Linked DNA regions of Bombyx mori: region 1 is linked to region 2. A link is a contact called in public Hi-C data. All regions are on one chromosome and are shown on one strand. Each heading gives the region's core, a stretch centred on a gene start, on an enhancer-like site or on the middle of the called end of the contact. The rest is flanking DNA. Distances are from core to core; before and after follow the strand shown. Region 1 overlaps LOC101740482. Region 2 holds the start of LOC101740482.

Evidence for each region. Hi-C and Micro-C count contacts between places; a contact is called where the count stands out from the background.
Region 1: a contact with region 2 is called in a Hi-C map of whole pupa, with 3 times the contacts expected there. The contact joins the enhancer-like site here to the promoter of LOC101740482 in region 2. A contact is called at or near these places in 3 of 7 Hi-C or Micro-C datasets (all in whole pupa).

Annotation. Positions count from the first base shown.
Region 1 is chr11:2,598,230-2,602,424 of ASM3026992v2, forward strand. It overlaps LOC101740482, which reads left to right. Exons shown (of 9, transcript XM_004922186.5): 6 at 869-1,007; 7 at 1,425-1,531; 8 at 1,612-1,745; 9 at 2,393-4,195. The coding sequence ends at 2,492. Among protein-coding and RNA genes, the nearest start is that of Mir3357, 28 kb to the left of the region's middle. Within about 2 kb of position 2,597, at least 3 of the 8 cell types and tissues checked have open chromatin away from gene starts, as enhancers often do.
Region 2 is chr11:2,547,069-2,551,302 of ASM3026992v2, forward strand. It overlaps LOC101740482, which reads left to right and starts at 2,867. Exons shown (of 9, transcript XM_004922186.5): 1 at 2,867-3,482.

The sequences.
Region 1 (4,195 bases), core at 1,347-3,846, 51 kb after region 2:
TCCATAACCGGGGTCACATTCAAGCTTCGTGACCGGAAATTTTCTAATAATTTAGAATTAGGATCGTGGCGCATAAAATAAAACTATTTCACTGCTAATTGCACACTTTTATTCTTCTTTTCTAAAATCTTCTTTTTCTTTTTCTCCACCTCATCCCACTAGGTGTGGTTGGCACAGCGAATTTTTCTATTCCATTCTCTTCTATCAGCCGTCATCTCAACGCTCACTCTTCTTTTTCTTTTTCTCCACCTCATCCCACTAGGTGTGGTTGGCACAGCGAATTTTTCTATTCCATTCTCTTCTATCAGCCGTCATCTCAACGCTCACTCCCCTCTCTCTTATATCGCCATTCACACACTCCATCCATGTCTTCTTCGGTCGACCTCTTCCCCCTCTACCTTGCACTACCATTTCCATACATCTCCTAGTCACAGGCATCTTCTCTCTACGCATCACATGTCCATACCACGCTAACCTTTATTTTATCAATCACCGGGGGCTACTTTCACATTTCTTCTCTGATATATTCATTCCTTATCCTGTCCATTATTGTCACTCCACAAATCCATCTTAACATTCGCGTCTCTGCCGCATTCATTCCTTGTTCATGCTTTACTATCGTCTCCCAACATTCAGATCCATACAGCACGACAGACCTAACGATCGCTTACTAAGATCTTCTTTATTATAATAATAAAAAATCAACTGACAACTTTTATTTTGTCATCTTCCTTTTCTCTGTCATTCTCTTTTCCCTTTCTCACCGTTTTCTCTCACTCACATCTTAACGATCCGTCCTACGCTCTTTCCATACGTTTAATTCTTAGTAATCCAACAATAATATGCACATTTTTATGTTTTCCGGAAGGTGGACGCACAAGGCGACACTCTGGTCACGGCTTGCGCCCGCGCCGGCGACGCCTACGCTCTGGTGCTCAGCGAGATAACGAGAAACGAATATCGCGAACAGCCGCCGCTATTCAACGTCAATCACGTTAATTGCGATGGTGAGTAACGCCATCTATTAGTAGGGGGCCGAAAACCCGTGAGTATAGTAACGCCATCTATGAATACGGGATTTGGTATCGGTCATCGTTATCGAACCCGTCGCTCGCGACGAATGCTCGGCGAGTAAATTAACCCACGGACACAGCCCACTGAGTTTCTCGCCGGATCTTCTCAGTGGGTCGCGATTCCGAGTCGGTGGTAGATTCAGCTAAGCATTGCTCTTGATAGGTGTTAGAAGTTAGGCCAACCCCTTGAACCTACTAACATAGGTAATAAAGAAAAAGAGTCTTCAAAAAAACCACACTTTCCAATGGATTTGAGCCTAGAACGACATCCAACTTCAACAGAAACTCCTACATCAAGAGTAACAAGAGATCCTCAAGCTCCATAATTAACCACCTTATATCCTCGAACAGGTCAAGCTGCTCTCCATCTCAGCTGTTCCCTGCACAGCAAACAGTCTCCCCGCATACACGTCACCCACGTGCTCCTAGAACATTCCGGAGCTGATCTGCAGCAAGGCGTAAGTCCTCGCTTCGATTCGAATACAAAAACAAATCTAGAAGGTTCTTTGCGTTAATATCGGCTTTCTTTTGTTTCCAGGACTCCAAAGGCGGCGATACACCGATACATCTAGCAGTCAACTCGATCAACTGCGACCTCCATCTGGTGCTGTTACTATTCAAAACCGTGGACAGGAAGTCGTGGAAGAACCTCGCGTATCTGCGCAATAGGAGGTGCGTACGGAAACTCCTTCCGACATAAATCTCCTGGGGTTAAATCTCCTAGCGTCCCCTTAGGGTGGCGGTCTCAGGGCAAGTCTTTCAGCCCGGGCATAAGCTCATGCTTTGCTGGTTTGCTGGATGCAGGTAGCACAAGACTTATCGTTGCGGCGAGGCTTAGTGGAGCCCTATGTCCAGTAGTACACTTCTATGGGCTGAAAGACCAATATTTGAAACGTGTAATATTTTTTTAAATAATCGGAGTTTATATATTATTATTATGTCGATGTCTTCGTGTTGCTAGCTATAGCCGAGCTAGTCTGATCCGCCAGTAAGTTTTTTCTTTTTCCTACTTTAGCTGATAGCCTTGAGAAACCATTTCAGCCTAATCCTAACAAGTAAATGAGCTCACGGGGTTCTAACCTGACGACCTTGCTAGCCCTAGCTAGAGCAGTGCTTCGCAAAATCTACCAATGGATCGTAAACGCGACCCATTGACAAGATCCGGCGAGAAACTCAGTGGGCTGCGTTTGTGGGTTGATTTAATCATCGAGCCCTTCGCCGCAAGCGACGGGTTCGACGAGAACGATGTCCGGTGCTTGAGGTACCTAGAAGCACCGTTAGTGGATCGGGAGGAAGTAAACTGTGATTTTCCTTCGCAGCTTCGTCTCGCCTTTCGATTATGCACGTTCGGCCGCCAAATCGACAACAAGACAGAACTATCCACCCGAGATACTGGACTTCTTCAAGAAATGCCGTTGAGGAAGCTGACGTCACGAGGAAAAATCGCAATTAAAAAATTCGTTGTGCCTTGTAGGAATTTGAGACTAAAAAGTTGTTAACAGCGCCATCTATCGGCCAGGAAAGGAACCGAAATGCGTTTCGGTACCAGCGACATCTCTCGACGTAGCTGGTCAATTATAATCGTTAATTCGCATCAACTTTTGTGCGTACAAAGCGAAATTAGCTTTGTCAATTCCATCAAAATTGGAAAAAGTTCCAATTCCAAGTTTTAAAGAAAACATATTTTAAGTCAATCAAGTTTTATTTTTTGATACTTATAGAATATCACAAGTTTCTGTATGTTAAGGAATAACTGTAAGCATTTTTTTTTACATTCAAAAACCGCTTTGAATCGGTTAAAATATCTGTAATTATATTAAACAATTGTCTTTGAATAACAGAGCATAAGAAATGAAAGTGAAAATCGATGATCAAAATTCTAAAAATACAATATCACTGTCAATAACATGTGACATTGACGCTGTTAGAAAATCTGTTAATGTTATTAACAATGTCAGAATAACGCAATGAACGTAAATTAACCTTGTTTCACACTTTGTCATTTTTACAATAATTTTTGAGCATATCATAATTTAGTAAGTATTTTATATTAAACATTTTTATATATTTTTAAGGCGAGGTCTTATATATACCACCGTGATCCATCATGGAGATTCGCTTGAGACTTCTCTTGAGACCTCAAGAGCTCTCGATGAGGTCTCTTAAGCAGCGAATATAACCTGGCTATTGGAGAACTGTATTTCAATTTGCAATATAATTTGAAAAGTGTGAATTGAAACAAAAAAAAAAACCTAAATTCCCCAGTAAATTTATACAGGCTCTCTAAGATTAATTCGCACCCGTAAATATTAATATATTGACAATTGTCAATACATAACGCAGACCTACAACCCGACACTGTCAATAAAGACAATCTAACTGCTCATTATAATGGATTTTTTAATTCATCAATATTTTTTGTGATTAATCAATGATATATCTTTTTAAATCGCCCAATAAAATCTAATAATAATTGAAGACATTAGTGGATGAGGGGTTAAGTACAGTTTTTAAGATTTTTGAGTTTTTACGTTGAATGAAAGCGTATGTTAGAGCATATTAGACCTTAAAACTTCGGCTCTAAAGGCTATTTTTAGAAATCGCATGTGACGAAAGATAAAGTGCAAAGTGCACCTTTTTACTGGTGGTAGGACCTCTTTTGAGTCCGCGCGGGTAGGTACCACCGCCCTGCCTATTTCTGCCGTGAAGCAGTAATGAGTTTCGGTTTGAAGGGTGGGGCAGCCGTTGTAACTATACTGAGACCTTAGAATTTATATCTTAAGATGGGTGGCGCATTTACGTTGTAGATGTCTATTGGCTCCAGTAACCACTTAACACCAGGTGGGCTGTGAAATCGTCCACCCATCTAGGCAATAAAAATAAATAAATAAAAGTAACAAAACTTTGTTGCCGGTTTTCTCAAAAATTTACAAATTGCATCATACCCCTTCATCCACTCATGTCCTCAGAGATCATGTTGCGACGTATATGACGTCATACGTGGCTAATCTGTTGTTACAAACGAAAATCTTACGGTAGATATATGAATAGTAAACTTTAGCTTTTAAATTCGTGTATATCTACTAATATTTTACGTTATGACCAGTATTTGGTCCGAGATC
Region 2 (4,234 bases), core at 1,617-4,116:
CCCGGTTCTCCAACCGTTGGTATAGGAGTCCTCCTATTGTTGTCCTCCTAAGTTGCAAAAGTGTCCACCTGTAAACAGCAAGCTATTTTTGGAATACTCACTGAAATGGCGGTAGGAGTGGAAATTATACAAATACAGCAGTTATAAACAGAGTGAAGTGTGCTGGGTTGAGAAATTTAATATTTTTCGTGACTTGTGTAGTTAAAAATATTATGCAGTATTTAAAATCTCAACTATTTATTTTTATTACTATTTACGTAGTAAGTGTTTCATTCTTTCTTAATTTAGTAACCTGTCATAATAGTTTATGGCGCTGTTTTTAAAATCCTTGCACTTGCCACTGTGGCGCCACCTTAATTGGCTCCCTTTCAGCTGACACTTTTTAATACACCGCGGTGGTGCTCCTCACTTCTACCCCCGATAATTGAAAAGAACAACTCAAGTCTAGTTGTCTGTGTTCATGATAAGTTGTCACAAAAGTTATTATATATGAGTCGTCTATTATCAAAGGTGGCAATCTGTGCATTTGGACAAAAAAAAATATTGATATGTCAATACATATTGATTTGAATATAATCGTCTCCTTCAAAGAATACGGTTCAAAACCTGCATTAAATAAAGCTTAATAGTTAACCTGTTATTTATCTAAGATGTCGTTCAGAAGAGTTTTGTGACTGCCAATGGAATACAAAGTCAATAATTCGTTTTTCTGATTTACCAATAATTGTCCAAAAGTCACATTGCCGGCTTTGATAATAGTCGACTCATATGGTTGTTAGTTTGAGCCTTTTTTACTAGACTTACAATTGCCAATTGTTACTGTTTATTCTCCTATTTTAAATACAGTATTTTTAAAAATTCATGTTTTTATGTTTTGCAAAATTTCAATCCTACCTAGTGATATTTTAAAGGTAATTACCACGTTATAGAGTTAGATGGAAAAACAAATTTATAAAAGGGAGTTTTCTCAATTTTGTCCTTCTAGCATCTTTCTCAAGTAGGCACATCTCTAGTGAACGCACAGACAAATATTATAAATGGCACAGTGCACAGACTAACCTAATCAGGTAGATGCTTCTCGTAAAAAAAAAACTGAAGACGAAATATCAATTGCCTCATGAAATTGATCGTTTAAGTATTATAATACTAGCTATTCGTCTGTGGCATAGTGAATTGTTAGATCGCCCTACCATCTGGCCAATTTCTGCGGTGAAGCGATGAGTTCTCGGTAGAAGGCGCAAATCAATCTAAATCGAATCAATATTTTTGTGTCATTTAAATCAATCACCGTAGCGAAAATCGTGGGAACAGATACACCATATAACACATCGTCACCTTCATTTCAAGGTTAGCGCATACCTCGTTTTGACCTCGAAATCCGTCACACATATAAAAGTCGCTGTTAGCCCTATCTGATCAAGTTTATGCGGTAATTCTGCAAACGGAGCCCTGCCCAGCTCTTTATGGATACTTGAGCCCCAAGTATCGATGTGAGTGGAAACGCATCTGCGTTGTAAAGACCTAGGTATTTGGCAACTTATCAGCAGGTAACTCGGGAGTTCATCTGTCAAAGTCAGCGAAATACACAGAACGAAATTATACTAGTGTTCTTAAACGATCATACCCTTAAAATACTAGTGATAGTGCTCTGAATGACGGAATACCACCTTCTGCGGATGCTTAAAACAAAGGATTGATATTCGTTTTGATTAAAATCAACATTGAGCTTTACTCCTTGTTCATCTATGGTATAAAAAAAATAAGAAGCTCTATGGGCGCGTCGACTTTTAATACCATAGAGTACGGAAAGACAGACTGCTCATAATTATATTTAAAAATCCGGCGGATCATCCATTCATAATGATATAGCAACAAAAAAATACTGCATACGGCTTATCATCCTACATTATTTTTATGTATGTCCTAGGCAGGCATGTCGGAGTTAGATATTTTAAACATGCATTGTGATACGATATGATAATATATGATACAGGCATGATACTATTAAATATTAGAATTATCGTAAAATTAATTTTAGTTGGCTTTCAAATTTTTTTTAGGGTTAAAAGATTACTAGTGGCCCGGAGGCCTTTCACCAGGACAGGTGAGTGAGCAAAGGCTCAGCCAAGGGGGGTGGGATTTGCTAACAGCTACCCGAGCGCCTCTGAAGGAGACCTAACAACTCAAGAGCAGTTGGTTTGTGAATGAATCTACTGCCGGATCGGAATCGCGACCCGCTGAGAAGAATTGAGAAGATCCGGCGAGTTCGAAGAGTACGGTTACCGGGCTTCCTAAGCCGGCTCCTATTGTTGGAGCTGAAGGCGTCTAAAGCAAAGGTTATTTATTGGATTGTTAGATCCGTAAGGACGTGAGCATTCAAATCTGTGAATGTGAAAAGTATAGGCCAAATGAACTGTTAAAAATGTTTTTATTTTGGTGTTTGTTCTATGCAAGAGAAATCTAATTCTGTTAACTTTATAGAGTATTTAATATTGCACGTTGCGAATACTGTAATGATAAATTCAATCAAAGTTTTAATAATAAATGTGCAATTTTGGTAGCATTTAATTTTAAGTGATAATAAAAGATCATCAGCTGGAGTATAGTATATATAACTCGTATACCCAATAACATAGTATTGGCAACTTTGATACTTAGAGTATGAAGTTAGAGTGCATTTTAAAATTTTAATTCTTGGAAATAGTACGTTTATCTTTGACTTATTTGGTCGTCGCTACAAGTTTATACTTTCGCATCGTTCTAGGAATAAATTTGTACTTATTTCTGTTTCTTTTTGTCCTTTGTTATCACAGGTCTAGCCGTCTCGCTCGTGAGTGACGCATGACCGCTTGATAGTCGATAGTTATGTGGTATGTGTGGCTAACGCAGAACATATTTCAGTAATGCATGTTAATTTTATTTTGAACAAGCTAGTTTTTCATGGTGTTGTTCTGTGAATTTTATATTTCGAAGGTCAGTTTTCAACATTTTACATTTATTAGCAGAAGCTACTTTGTGTTTGGTTGCATTAAGGCTAAAATGCTGTTTCCAGCATGCCTACGATGTTCAGTTATTTTAATTTTTTTAAATTTAATTTATACAAAATTTATGGTTAATTATCTGGGATCAGTTCATTAACGTAAAAATCAACAAAAACGTTCACATTCCCCATATATCTGACAGAAAAGAGTTCCTAAAAATAAAATAAAACACGGCAACACCAACCCCCTGCAGCCCGCATACCGCTACATGCTGACTCTGATGTCATTCTTAGATTTGCCCGTGCGCAACGCTTGTTATCGAACGCGCTTCGCAAAGAATTATCAAAACAAAAAGTTTCTCAGAAGCGTGCGTGTGTCCTTGTGCCCGTAAAAGTGCCAAAAATAAATGGATTGCAGTGCTTAAGTGTGTATTAGCTGTGTTAATAAACGTTTTTGATTTTTTTCATTCACTTAAAAACTACTTGATTTGATCGAGACGAGGTGAGTGTCCTAAATAAAGCGCGCCTTCACTTTTTATTCGCCAAACATCTTTAAGCAAAAACACGTCGGTGTTCAACCTTGCTGCTTGGTCTGCTTGTCGTAACGTTTAAATATTAATTTCCGACACAATGTTTTTTATTATTTTGAAATTAGACTTATAAAATGTCTTAAAAATGGCGGGAATACGAAGGCGATTTATGATTTGATTTTTTACGTAATTTCTAAAGCGAAATTAAAGTAGTTTGTTTATTTTTGATATTTTCGTCAGAACTTACACATTGGCAGTAAATTATTAATGTAAATGAGCAATACCTTATCCGATACATACAAAATAAAACTTCGATCTTCCTTTTAAATGACATTGATTGTATATTGAATATATTATGTGTGTGATGTGTGCTATTCGAACTGATACAGGAAAATGCTTTTAAATATAGCGTTGGTATTACCTCAGTACAACTTTGTGGATTAATAATGTTACCTTATAATTTAAAGGCTTCATTTATATTGTACATTGATCACCTACATTATTTATTGATTTATTTATTTATTACACTTCATGTAAAATTTACATTGGCGGACTTAATGCCTAAGGCATTCTCTACCAGTCAACCAAAGGTAGTGCAGAGTAAATAGTGGTAGGTGCAATGAAATTTATATTAAGTTACGAATACATACAAAAAAAAGTATATATACATATATACACACATACATACATATAATAGTTTATACAGTATTAAAAGGAATATATT